2 separate regions of the Zea mays genome follow, and region 1 is linked to region 2. A link is a contact called in public Hi-C data. All regions are on one chromosome and are shown on one strand. The core of a region is the stretch at or near the end of the contact, and the rest is flanking DNA. Distances in the headings are between cores, read along the strand shown. Region 1 overlaps LOC103636167 (monothiol glutaredoxin-S11). Region 2 holds the start of LOC100282650 (6b-interacting protein 1).

The links. Hi-C and Micro-C count contacts between places; a contact is called where the count stands out from the background.
Region 1: a Hi-C map of leaf shows a contact between it and region 2, with 3 times the contacts expected there. The contact joins the enhancer-like site here to the promoter of LOC100282650 in region 2. A contact is called at or near these places in 7 of 25 Hi-C or Micro-C datasets (ear, leaf, root tip and 2 more).

What each region holds. Positions count from the first base shown.
Region 1 is chr8:154,193,133-154,199,661 of Zm-B73-REFERENCE-NAM-5.0, reverse strand. All of the region lies in intron 1 of LOC103636167 (monothiol glutaredoxin-S11), which reads right to left. Among protein-coding and RNA genes, the nearest start is that of LOC103636167, 10 kb to the right of the region's middle. Within about 2 kb of position 4,276, at least 17 of the 20 cell types and tissues checked have an H3K27ac peak or open chromatin away from gene starts, as enhancers often do. A contact at or near this core is called in ear, leaf, root tip and 2 more, where this site is marked.
Region 2 is chr8:154,070,736-154,077,836 of Zm-B73-REFERENCE-NAM-5.0, reverse strand. It overlaps LOC100282650 (6b-interacting protein 1), which reads left to right and starts at 1,758. Exons shown (of 1, transcript NM_001155558.2): 1 at 1,758-3,121. The coding sequence starts at 1,888. The coding sequence ends at 2,835. LOC100279197 reads left to right here and starts at 6,326. Exons shown (of 9, transcript NM_001165499.2): 1 at 6,326-6,534; 2 at 6,684-7,101. The coding sequence starts at 6,502. It overlaps LOC111589932 (a long non-coding RNA gene), which reads right to left and starts at 6,447. Exons shown (of 2, transcript XR_002749015.2): 1 at 6,163-6,447; 2 at 5,694-6,041.

The DNA of each region.
Region 1 (6,529 bases), core at 3,027-5,526, 120 kb before region 2:
AGAGACGGCTCTAAGATTTTTTTGCAAATAACCCCCTAAAACATCTTAAGAGCCCCCACATTAAACACCACTGTACATGCCCTAATACATGCGCGCAGGACCGATCGGCGGATGGGGGCTTCACATTTGCTTGTGCGCGGGGTCAAGAGAGGAGACTGATTAGTGGCTAGGAAAACCATCGATCGACATCGACCTCCCCCTTGCCTGGTTAATTAGCTATGCATGGATGCATGCTGGCCGTTCATGAATCCAAGTACCCCACGCGGGCGGAGACCTGGACACACGACCCGATGCAAGAAGCCAGGGTAAATTGGGCGTCCACCGAATAAAGTTTATTCAGGAGACTAAGTTTTAGTCTCTACCTTATTTGATTCTAGTGATTAAAATTATTCAAAACATATTAAATAAATCATAAGTGTATCAATATACTCATTAGTATTCTCCTGTTATTAGTACGTGTAGCTTAAATAAAGGAGGGGCAAAAATAAAATTTATATGGTTTAGTCTATTTAGTCACTCCTTGAGGGACTAGAGACTAAAAACAGTTTAGTCTCTATTTTATTCTCGCCGTTTAGTAATTTAGAGACTAAAATGGAGAGATTAATCTTTCTCCAAGAGATTAGCCAAAAAATCAGTTAAATTTATTGATTTAGCTACTTTATAAAATAGATTTAACACAAAAAAAAGTTAACTACTCCAACAGACTCTTCAAAATTCAGTCTCCATATATGTTCAAAAGTGCCACGTCAATAGGCTTTCATCACCATGTAAAGAAAAAAAAATCTACAAACTCTTGCCAACGTGGGCTTGTGGCGGGAGAGAGGGCACATGCATGAAAAGGCCACACAGATGGCCTCGAATCTCTAAATCGGACTTTCGGGTAGAGGATAGTGAGGCTGTTGGATTTACCATCAAACCAAACGGGGCAAAGCTAGGCTCAACCCAAGGCAACTGCCCGTCATGATGAAGTGATGATCGGTGGCCCACGTCACGTACGCGTGTGCGTGGAAAGATCAAAAGATTCCCTACGGAGAACAATCGGTAAGACCATAGCAGCAGCGCTAGCAATAATTTAATCTACCGCTGGTTATATATAGACTAGTATAATATCCATACATTGTGACGATATAATCATATTTTATGATATTAGTTAGGAAAGACGAGACCGTATCCATAATGCAATCATAACTGAGCGAAGTAAATCAGTCACGTGGACTCTTCCAAAAAATATCAATAATAAATAAATTTAATATCAAAGTAAGCATATTGTCTATAGACCCGATATTAAATTGATACGAATAAATATTACGCTTTATTTTAGTCAAAAGACCGAGAAAAATATGAGTTGAAAAATAACTTAATCCCTATTTTTATAGAGTTCTCTGTAGCTCGTCCTACTTCAGCTAATGGGGTATTACTATATGTGTACGGCTTCCTGTCGTATTGGACTTGTCGGCTTCTCACAGTCGATATATGTTGTAACAACCTTGATAACTTGTAACTCAAGACATTGACTCCATATAAACACACGGTATGACTGTCGGTTTTAAAGACCCACAAGATCTTTCACTGAACCTATGTAACTTTTATTTTCTCTTAGACACGCATTAAACGCATAATTCATGGATAGATAGAACCATAAAGATGTCTCTGACTATTGCACAATAATCTGATAGAGAAGAAAACATGCCTCAACAATTATCAAATAGAGGCCATGTGGGAATTCATGATGCACCATACATGAGCCATGCATGAGTTGAGCGGTGCCCAATATCGTCTTATGTCATGCACGAGGGGCGGTTAATTCCGATCCATCTACAAGAAACAGATGAGCTAATGAACCAAATGCCTCGGACAAAAGCCATCCACTACGTATCTGTCGTCCATGCTTTGCATCGGAAGGTCACCAACCATTTCTATCTCGTTCCCAACTGGCCTAGCTCTCGCGAAACAGTACACGCTCAACTTTGAATGGAGCTACAATAAAATGCTCGTCAAGAACCCGTCGCAAGCGCGCGATGGCCTTGTAGCTCCTCACTCATGAGGAAGCACTTCTCCTAGCCGCTAGCGATGACTTGTGACGCTTCGTCTCTCTTCCCCGCCACGACGCTCGTGATGATAGCGCTCATCATGTTCATCGGCGACGGCAGCACTACGTGCTACACTGTGTGGCATCTTGTTCACGATCTGCCCCCATCGCTCCTATTGCCGTCCTGGGCATTCCTGTCGTACCGAAGCCGTCGATCATGCCCGTGGCCACCCTTCCATTGATGCTCGCCATACCGACGGTTCCCGCGGTGGGCGTGTGCAACATCTTGTTCACGCCTTGCCCCCGTCGCTCGCCCGTGGCCACCCTTCCACTGATGCTCGCCATACCGACGGTTCCCGCGGTGGGCGCGTGCAACATCTTGTTCACGCCCTGTCCCCGTCGCTCCTATTGTCGTCCCAGGCATTCCTGTCGTGTCGAAGCCGTCGATCATGCCTGTGGCCACCCTTCCACTGATGCTCGCCACCGACGGTTCTCGCGGTGGACGCCGTGCCACAGATCCATGTGGTGTCGAACACCGCCGCGCTGCCCCCTATGTCAACTACAGTACCCCCTGATGCCAAAAGTGGCGCCTTGCCGCCAATGCCCCCCGTCGTGCCGAAGGTTGGCGCCTTGCCGCCAATGCCCGTCGTCGTGCCTATGGGTGGTGATTTGCTGTCAATGCCCTCCATGTGGCCCATGCCTAACCGCCGATGCCCTCCATCCCGTCAGCGTCCGTCTCTATTAGGTTCCACGAACGTGACACGAACCGGTGGACAGACATGCGAAGATGCATGTGGAGTCAGTGAGCCAAAAAATCAGATGTACGTACGTGCGTACCTTGGAGGACGTAGGCGAGTCAGAGTAGCTGGAGAGTGTCAGGCCACCGGCGGCGAGCAGATCCACCACCACTATCGCTTGAGGGACCTCGGTACGACTTTTTGTAGCCATGTTGGTGGGCAGATTAGGATGGGTAAAATGGCTACACCCCGCAACTGGTGAAACTGCTTTCCCCTCGTTTCTATGCATGGAAGATGCGGCGTGTGTGGGTCTGCTGAAATCGCTTTCCCCATCCCCTACGAAACGACGTGCATGGGTTGTTGGGCTCTTGTCGCAGTGCATTGACACGACGTGCATGGGTTTGTATCATTGTGTGGGTAACTGAGGCGCTCGTGCACCGTGTGGGGCGCGGTTTCGCTGAGGACGAGGAGTTGATAGACGAATTGGATTAGATGCCATCGATGTGAAGAGAATATGTCTTGTGGACCATTTCAAACAACAGAAGGAGTTATTTGTTGTAAAAATATGGTGTGGAACGACCGTCGAAACTGGTGCTTTAATATAGTAGAGATAGAGATTTTTAAAGTCTATTTTTTAAATTTATATAGTAGTTAGCTCTTTAGTACTAATAGCTTTTTTTCTTACAATTGTTTTTATTACTGTTCATTCGATTTTCCCCCTTCCTTTTCTTTTCTTTTTTTTTGTCCCCTTCACCACTGGGTTCAGCTTAGCTATATCCTAGTAGTATATTATTCTACTTGCGCTAAAAGGTAATCACCCATGCATCTCGATCAGAGGATGTCCGCTTCCGCTTGACCATTCATAGGCACGATTAGATTATGCGTACGTGCGTTCAATGTTCGCCCGTCGAAAAAGGGACGTCCATCCATCGGTATATAATGATTTGGCCTACCATGAATGGATCGGCTGTATGCATGCATGGGTCGTCATTTGCGCATGTACGTGCTCGTGATATCTCGAATCCTGTCTCGATCATGCCGATCCACGGGGAGGATTTTTCTTTTCTCTGTCTGGACCTGGAAGACGGCGATGCATAAATGCTAACGTGGGCCGTGAGGTGGATGTGCATGCATGAACATGATGCATCCATCCTAAACTGGAAGGAGGGGCCCGTTGCGTCATTGCTTGCGTACGGGTTTCCGATGCGCATCCATCCTAAAAGTTTAGGATATTGACTACCGGCACATCGTTTCCGACGAAGTGGACCAACCATGGTTCATCCTTTTTTGTTTTTATTGTTCCAAAATTTTGTTTTGGCAAAAAAATGTTGGCCTTTGTTTGGAACCGAAATACATAGAAAACGGGAAAATTGGACCAAAAATTATGTTTTGTATTCAACCAAAAACAGTAAATTTACTGAGAAACCGGTCCTCTCGCTCGAGAAATCCAACCCCTGGGACCAACCAACCCAGCATAGCACATGCAGGCAGGCATCCTGGGCCGTTGAGCAGAATGAATGCCAGCTTCAACACGGTGTCTGCCCTCTTCCTCTAGTCCCCTCACCGTTGAAGTGTATAAGTGAGATTGTTTATCTTCTCCTAACGGCTTAATTTTTTTGATTGAAATGGTTAGTGTATGTGCACTCTAATATGATATCAAAGATAGAAATCTCGAGTTCGAATCATGAACTAATTAGTCTTAGTTGTTTCATCTTATCGTTTAGTCCTAATTGTCTGTGTAATTAGTTTTACGATTAGACTATATATTTAATATTTCTAACTAGCGTCTAAACATTCGATGATGTGATAGTGAGTAAAGTTTAGTAAGGGGATCCAAATACCTCCTTGCTCATGGGAACCAAACACCTTCAGGCCGTTGTCGATACCCTGAATCAGGGGTACCCCTTACTACAGTGTGAAGGCGCGGAGTCCATGCGGCTACCTCTAGCCACGTGGCAAACAGCGCCTGACCCCACCACGTGGGCAGCGCCGGGGCCGCCGCGTTGCCGGAGGAGACGATATACTCCATGGTGTCAACAGTGGGTCCGGACCCCCACGAGAATGTGCGGGACCCTTGGATTCACAGCATGGACCTCCGGGCAGGGTCCAGGACATCCGCGAGTACAGACCGGGCCCCCGAGACGGGTCCCGGACCTCCCTGTGTGGGGGCCAGGTCACTCACAACAAGGTCCCGGGATTCTAGGAGGAGTACCCGGACCTTAATCAAGGCCAGGCGGGGGTCCGGAGTCGACACATGTCCGGACCATATTGCGTACGCCTCTGCTCCCCGCTCAGGCGGAGACCCGATGCTGCCACGTGGCCAGCTGCCCGTGACGTAAGCCAACGGGCGGAGCCGGACGTAAGGCCTCTAGGCCGCGCGCATTTATTGCGGATGAGGCACATCGCCTGTCAAACTGATAGGTGATGTGTCGCCTTAGCATTAAATACGCCATATCTACTCCACTGACAAGCGATATGCCGCCTCAGCATTAAATGAGCCATGTCCGCTCTGCTGACGGGCGGCAACCAGACCATCCTGCAGGCGGCGTGCCTGTCCACTCCGGTGGCAGGCAGTACGCCCGTGCTGCGGCATACGATGTGCTCATCATCACTCGTACGTTGCCAGAGAAGCTTCCGTTGCACGCCAATACTACGCAGACCGCGGATATCAGGGCGAAAGGAGATTGCACTGGCGACGGGATTAGTTGCTCCAAGTATTACATCTGTTATGTCCCTGGGCCCGCATGTCGGGGCTCAGTATCCTTGTATGTGCCCCCTTGAGCTATAAAAGGGAGGGCACACGGCGTTACAAAGGAGACTCAAACACACTTAGACCCAGTTCAGGCTCACAAGTTCATACAAGCTCTCAAACTCAATACATCACACAGTGGAGTGGGGTATTACGCTCCGGCGACCCGAACCACTCTAAATCCTTGTGTGTTCTTGTGTTTGTTCATCGCTTAGTAGACAGGCAAAACGCTTAGGCCCCTCCTCATCTTAGGATTTAGGGCGGGTGCATTCCGCCACCCGACGGAGAATTTCCTCTCCGACATTTGGCGCGCCAGGTAGGGGGCTAGGCTTTAGGTTTTTGCTTGTTTTCTTGTTCAGCAGATGGTGCAAATCGTTGAGCACCGCGCCGAGACTTCGGAGGATTTCCTGGTGGAGGAGGAAGCTGCTTCTTCCACGCCACGGGTTCCCAACCGCCCAGTGTCGGGCACTGCTGCTGTGCACGCTGCGCAGCAGCATACAACTGCGCAGACATCCCGGACTCTGTCAAGGGCAGCTCTGGGGGCGTTGTCTGTGGCCAGGGAGTTGCTGCGCCACCCTCCAAGCTTCACGGCCTCACCGGGGGCCATGAAGCAGTGGCGTGATGACGTCGACCGACTGCTCGGCATGGCGCACTCCGGCTCGACCAGGTCTAGGTCGCGGTCATCCCGACGCCAACATGAGGCGACGACGTCTGTGCGCTCACCCTCGGTGAGGGGTGCACAGACCGACGACCTCCGAGCAGAGCTCAACCGCAGGCGTGCGGGTGAGGATGCTTGGGCCTCTCAAGAGAGGGTGCGGGAGCGCCGACAAAACTTCAAGGGTCGCGAAGACGCTCGAGTCTCTCTAGAGAGGGCGCGTGAGCGCCGACTAAACATCGAGGGTCGGAACCTCGATCAAGACTTTGTTGCGGTAGCACCGCAAACCCCAATAGGCGCCCGGTTCCAGGCGAGTGTCCCTCTAGCCGGCGTGGGCTGCGCATCACTCGCAGATCATC
Region 2 (7,101 bases), core at 509-3,008:
CAAAAGGTGAGGTACTGGAGCGCGCCGGTTAGGCTCCGGTAGGACGTCGCGTCGGTGACCGGGGGCCGTCGTACTCAGAGAGCTTTGCCTGAGTATCGACAGGTGTGGAGTAGGGCTTGCAGTCGGACATGTCAGCCTGCTCCAGGGTGTCGATGTTGTACTGGCGCCGGTGAAGAAAGAGACCCTGCGGCCGCGTTCGATAGTAATGTCTAAGAAGTGGTGGAGGGGCCCTAGGTTCTTCATCACAAACTCCCGCTGGAGGGCGATGATCGTGTGCTGTAGGAGATTGGCGGTGGATGTTGTGAGCACATGTCGTCGACGTTCTAGCCAAGCACGCTCGTGTTCTAGACGACCGAGCCGCTCCCCCGCTCGCGTCCCCCAGCCGACTGAGTGAGCCGCCTCCCATACGCGTGCTACCGCGAGTCGAGCATGACTGAAAAATATGAGAAAACATGGAGCATGACTGAAAAACAAAAATAACTTAATATTTTCCCGAAAAATAAGATTTTCCCTAAAAATGACTTATGTTTTATTGGACGAAGAGAGGCGAGCTGTGTGGGGCATGAAAGGGAGTCGAGCGGGACGTGAAGGGAGCCGCACGGGGGAAGGTGGCTCGGTCGAACATGCGCGCTCGTCGGTCCTAGCTGATTTTCGCTCGAGACTGTCGGTAAAGGAGGAAGCGGTGTGGGCACCGTAGGGCACGAGCTGTTGTAGAAGAATCATGTTTTCGGTCTATCCGCTCCAGATCTTATACTAGGGCCGCTCCGGATAGAGATGAATCTGAATACTTATTCGGATATTAAATTTTTGGTCTTCTTTCTTTAATTCTTAACAAATAGGGTATAGAATTTGTTATGTAAATTTATATTTTTATTCTCAATATTGAGTTTAATGTGATTCATAAAAAAAATCTCCAATTCATTTTATTTCCTTTTAAATAATTAATATAAAATTTTGGATACAGATACTTGTAGGGAGAAAATAATGCAAACAAAATTATAAAAAAACATTATTTTTGTCTATAACAATATGATAACAACATGGCTAAAGGTTAACACCAAATTATATATACATCGATATTAAAACATTAAATTTGTTATACAATTTGGATGTTTTAGGAGCATCCTAGCTCCGGGTGCCATGGAAAAAGCCACGGCGGACAGCCGGCACACGAGAAAAAACCGTAACGGCGCGGTAAAAAAAACGCCACGGCGAGCAGATGGGGCTTGACCGCTGAACAGCCCCGAAAAAACAGGGATATCGTCATTCCGTCAACCAAGCATTATCAGCAAAAAAAAAAAAACCGGTTGACGCTACGGGATAAAGAACCATCTCTTTCGGCACGGGCGGCTGTTTCGGCACGGCGCGAGCCGCGTAACTTCCCCGCCCCGCACCCGCACGTCCGTCCCGTCCCACTCCACCCACCTATCCCGCGCCGTGCCGCCCGGCCGGCCAACCGAAGTACTGAACCACGCCGAGGCCGCCGATCTCGCTCTCCGACTCCAATTCCGCTCCGTCCCCAGCGCCAGCAGGTAATCCCTCGCCGGCTCGGTGTCCCGGTCAAACCCGCCCGGCCCCAAACGACGAGCTGATCCAACGGCGGCTGCTCCCCCACGCACCAAACTCCATGGATCTGCGCCGCTCGTCCACGTGCCGTGTCGCGGACTCGCGGTCGCCACGGTCCACGGGCCGGCGCTCCTCCCCTCGCCGCCCGCCCCTCCCCCTTCTTTTAATCCCCACCCCGCCTCGTCTCCTCCACCGCCGCCCCCACATCTATCCACCCGCCCGCCCGTCCGTCCGTTCGTTCGTCTCCACGCGCAAACGAGAGAGAGAGAAGGCTAGGTCGTCGTCGTCGTGAGGCGGAGAGATCTGGGAGGAGGAGGAGCGATGGACGGGAAGCTACCCCCGCCGAACCCGAACCTGCCGTACCGGGAGGACTGCTGGAGCGAGGGCGAGACGGCGGCGCTCGTCGACGCCTGGGGCTCGCGCTACCTCGACCTCAACCGCGGGAGCCTCCGCCAGCCGCAGTGGCGGGAGGTCGCCGACGCCGTCAACTCCCGCCCGGGGGCCTCCGCGCGCGGCCGCCCGCCGCGCACCGACATCCAGTGCAAGAACCGCGTCGACACGCTCAAGAAGAAGTACAAGGCCGAGCGCGCGCGTGGCGGGCCGTCGCCGTGGTCCTTCTACGGCCAGCTCGACATCCTCGTCGGGCCCACGCTCAACGGCACCAAGAAACCGTCCCCGCCGCGCGCCGCGCTGCCCGTGTTCCGGAGGCGCCAGACGCCGCCGCGCTCCCCGTCGCCGCAATCGCCGCCGCCGCTTCCCGTGGCCCTCCCGCTGCACAATTACCGCCGTGGCTCCGACCTCCCTTCCGCAAACTTCATCCATAAGGCCGCCGCGGCGGCCGCCGCCGCCGCCGCCGCCGCGGAGTCCGACTCGGAAGATGGCTACAACAACAACGAGTACGACGATGACGAAGGCTCTCAGCAGTCGCCGTCACGTTCTGTATCTTCTCGCTCCGGTGGTGCTCCTGCTGTTGGCACCAAGAGGAAGAGGCGCAGCGGGAGCGGTGGATTCGGGGAGCTAGCGAGGGCAATCGAGACCTTCGCGGATATGTACGAGCGCATGGAAGCAGCCAAGCAGCGACACGCAGAGGAGATGGAGAGGCAGCGAATCAAGTTCCTCAAGGATCTGGAGCTGAAGCGGATGCGGTCTTTTGTGGACATGCAGCTGCAGCTTTCGAGGGCAAAGCACGCCAGGAAGGGTGATGCTTCCTCGGAGATGCTCATGTCTCTCGCTGCACTGCCCTTCCTCAGCAGCTCTGCTTATCTTTAAGGGCCTGTTCAGTTAGGGATGGATTCTCCAATCCCCTCAATCCACCCCTAGCCTTAAATTGGAAGAGTTTGGTAAAGGAATATTTTGACCTTCAATTAGGAATTTAGGATACAGTGAGTTGGTTGCTGTGCTAGACTTGTTCGTGGATTGTTTGTGTTTCCTAAGATACTGTAATTTTTCATACGAACCACGGAGGTATTGCAGGTCTTCAAAATTTAAATGTACCTTGCAATGCATTATGCCCAAGTTTTTTCTTAGATGGAATGAAATTTACTGGTTTACAACACTTACTGTCAGTGTAATACGAATCTCATCTCAACTACCTTTGTTGTGTATCACTTACAATCTTTTTGGGCACTTTCTGTTTATACATGATATTGGTTTGCAAGTTTGCATGATGAGAACCCTATGCTTTATTTATGATACCACAATATTTTGTGACTGTTCTGTTATTTCATTGTCAGTTTGTCACCAGCCTTTCTAGTTGGGGAAGGGAACTATAGTTTTCTTAAGGTTTGTTTGGGAGTAAGGGCAATAGAGGGGATTGAAGGGGCTATAATCCTCCACTATTCAATTTTAAATAGTGAGGGATTCTAGCCCCATCAATACTCTTCATTACACTTGTTCCCAAACAAGCCCTTAGTGTATGTGACCCTCTGCTATAATGTTACATCAAGTTTTGTGTTCCCATTCTCTCATTTGAGATGCTTGGTTGTCATAGATGATATAGGGTAATTTGTCTGCCTTTCTAGTAGCTGGGGACGGGATGTCAAATATATTTTTTTGGATAGTGTATGTGAGCATCTACTACGTCGTCTGTGTGTTTGGTGTACATGACTGGTTTGTTAGATTTTTGGTTCTGGTTTTAGCTTCTCTTTTGAGATGAACTATTGCTGAAAATTTTCTGGTACTATCTTTAAAAACTTACTGGAACTAGGATTTGAAGGTGTGTGTGTGGGTGGGTGGGGTAAGTTAATTCAGAGATAAATTACTAACATGCAAAAGTTTTTTCCTCAACTTCATGAGCTTTTGTAGAAAAATTGGGTGATGAGGGGGCCATGGACCCTGCCAGTCCCCTATTGGCTCTATCACTACTTAAATACATGTTCATCAGTGGATGATGATGATCCCTTGTATTGGGTTTCATTTGGAGTCTCCCTATTTTAGGAATACGACGATTCTGTACTAGATTTTTTTTGGGGGGTGGGGGTGGAGGGGGGGGGGGTCTGCATTGTGCGTTCGAAGATCTGCTTCTGAACTTCTCATCTTAGTTGACTGAACCGGTGATGAATTAAAATTGTTCAATAGTTTTCCGTCTTAGAACGGTATGCTTTTAACGTACCAAATGTGACTGAACTGGTGATGAATTAAAAATTGTTCGATAGTTTTCCGTTGTAGAACGGTATGCTTCTAATGAACCAAATGTGTTTATGCTTGTGCCTCATAAATTTAATCTTTTCTGAAAAAATAGCTCACGTCCATTCGTATATAAATGAAACTGATGTGAACGCATGCTGAATAGGAGTATGCTTTTTACAGATTCTTTGCATTGTGTGTTATAATGTCTTCTGCTTACGCCAATTTGCTTGGGGTGTGATACTACAATTCTAGGTGCCTGTTAATTACACCGTGCTGTATTTGTTTGTTTATCCGGATCTTGTCGTGCTCACACTATGGGAGATGCAGATGATAATTCTGGTTACTTCATTAGCACACGTAATTGTATGATACCTGGTTCTCTTTGTATTTGAATTCTATTGTAAGCCAATACCTTATGGTATCCAATTGTGCTGGGGAGACCAAGAACAGAGCATCTGTGAACTGCACTGCTCATTAGCCACCCTCGACCGGAGTTGAGCGAAATTATGCTCAGCTTATCATTGTGCCCATGCCCCCATGCAAATATCTAGGTGCTGTTTGGTAACGTGATGGGTCTATGTTTATTTAAGTACATCCATGGGTCTATGTTTATTTAAGCACATCCATAATCGGATACTATATTTGAAATTGATACTGGCATATTCAAATTTGTTATCGTTACTATTGATATTATTTACGTTACATTTCGTGAACCAAACAACATCCTAGAAGCAACATGCAAAAATTTGCTCCTATTGCTAAATTCGGTGCTTGTTTGCTTTTTTTCTTCTTCTTTGATTGGCTTCTATCGGTTGAGTGATGGTTGGCGTCAACTGATAATGTCAATGTCTGGAGAAAGACGATGTCGTCGATATTGTCAATACTACTTCTGAATCCCATCAACAGGAAGAAACTTGCAATGAATCCGACTCATGTCATCCTCTCATTTCTGGGCCTTGTGCCATAAGTTGATCAGTTCACGTATCTTTACCGTACATTTCAAACTCTACTCTATCTATAATAACTATATATATAAATATACTGCGCATATATATAATCAGTTTGGTTAGTGGAATAACCCTATACAGAACCAGGTGATCCAACATGGACTCACTCCTTGCAAGTTTGGACTGGAGGAATGAGTTTGGTCCGCCTGTTTTGCAAAGAATGGGTAGCTTCAGGTATCGAGTCGTGGGTATCCATTGTCATCTCTATTAAGGACGTGTCTAACAAAGCTTCTTGCGGTTCTAGCTCTTAAATTGTAAGACTCTTTCCGACCACTAGACCATTAGGCGCGGATGTGCACCCTATAGTGACAAAGGTTTCATATCATGTGCTAAAACTACAGAATGGGCCATAGACCTCAGCTCCTGGCTTCCTGCTACATATATACATCATGAACAAAAGAAGCAATCCCATTCAAAAGAGAGGTATGGGCCACTCCCTACTGCTCATCACTTATTTAAAGGAGATCTGAGCATAGACGTGCAATCACTAAAGAATCAATCATTTGCCCAGCTATAGAAAAAATGTGCAAACACTTACAATCATGTGTCTATGTCTTATGAAGTTTACAACATCTCCGTTTTGTATTCCACTATAGTTTTAATGGACTGCCTGACAAATACAGAATAATCAGTCAATATATTCAACTATTTCTAGGAGGCCAGTAAAACGATTGTAAGCTCTAAATATTTTAGATTTTTTTCAGTTTATTATCACCGGTAGTTCAATCTAATAAGAATCCAAAAGCTGTGACATCGGCAGTAGCAGCATGTAAACATGAATCTGGCCTTCTCTCAATTCCTTCTCATGGCATTTTCATCGGCTCGCAAAAATCGCCAAGTCTACTCAAATCAACCAATGAAACCAAGGTGTAGTGAATTTGCATATTCAATCCCAAGATGTCAACTGAATTCCCGCAGCCGATTAATCCGTCATCCCACACGATATGAAGTGATGGAGTACCTTAAGGTCGAGGAGCGAGCCACAGGACCTGCGGCGCACGAGCTTGAAGGCACGGATCGGAGGGTGCTGTGCTCCATTCCCAGAAGGCACCAGCCACCAAAACCACCTGCTGCTCGACCTTTTTCGAGATCCTGGTGGGCCCGGAGCACCCTCCGCCTTCCACGGCCCCCTCCACTTCCTCTGTCCTTCGCCCTCCTGTCCTTTCAAACCCCACGGCGGTGCAGAGCGCATCGCCGAGCCCCCGCCCACCCGACAGCCTCACCTCGAATTCTTCTCCAGCAGTTCGTTGCCCTCCTCCTTCCCCTTCCCTCCTCGACAGGTGTCCGGCGGCTTGGATCTATGCGGACCCGGCATCTGTATTTTACCTCATTGGTAAAGAGTTCGTTCCGGTTCTCCTTTTCCCATTTTCGTTTCCGCGAGCAATCGATTCCATATCTGTGTTCTGACATGGATTCATCCACTTTTTTCGCATTGAGCTCGTCCCCGATCTTCGTTGCATTTTCCTTTTTTTCTTTTTGCAGGGGATGGAGGTGCAGGTGCTGGATTTGTCTTCCGATTCCGAGGGCGAGGTGTCGGCGCACTCGCCCGATCACAAGCGCCCCTCTCAGCAGCCGGGTGTAGACCCCAATCGCCGGGTTGGCGACAATGGTTCCAGCGCCGTGGACAGCCTCTTCGAGGAAGCGGGCGCGGCGAGGCCACCGCGTCACCCCAGCGACGCGCTGAACAAAGGGAAGGAGAAGGTCGTCGATGTGGAGAGCGTGGAGTCTCCAAAGCACGGTGGGGAATCGCTCGGTGCTGCTGGCCGCGTCCTGGGAGCTGGGAGTGATCCGTGGAGCGCACTGGTGAGCAAGTGCAAGGCTGGGGACAGTGGGAATAATGGAACTGAGTGTTGGGATAGTTGGGGTGACTGGGGTGATCAGCTTACTAACTCGGCCCCCG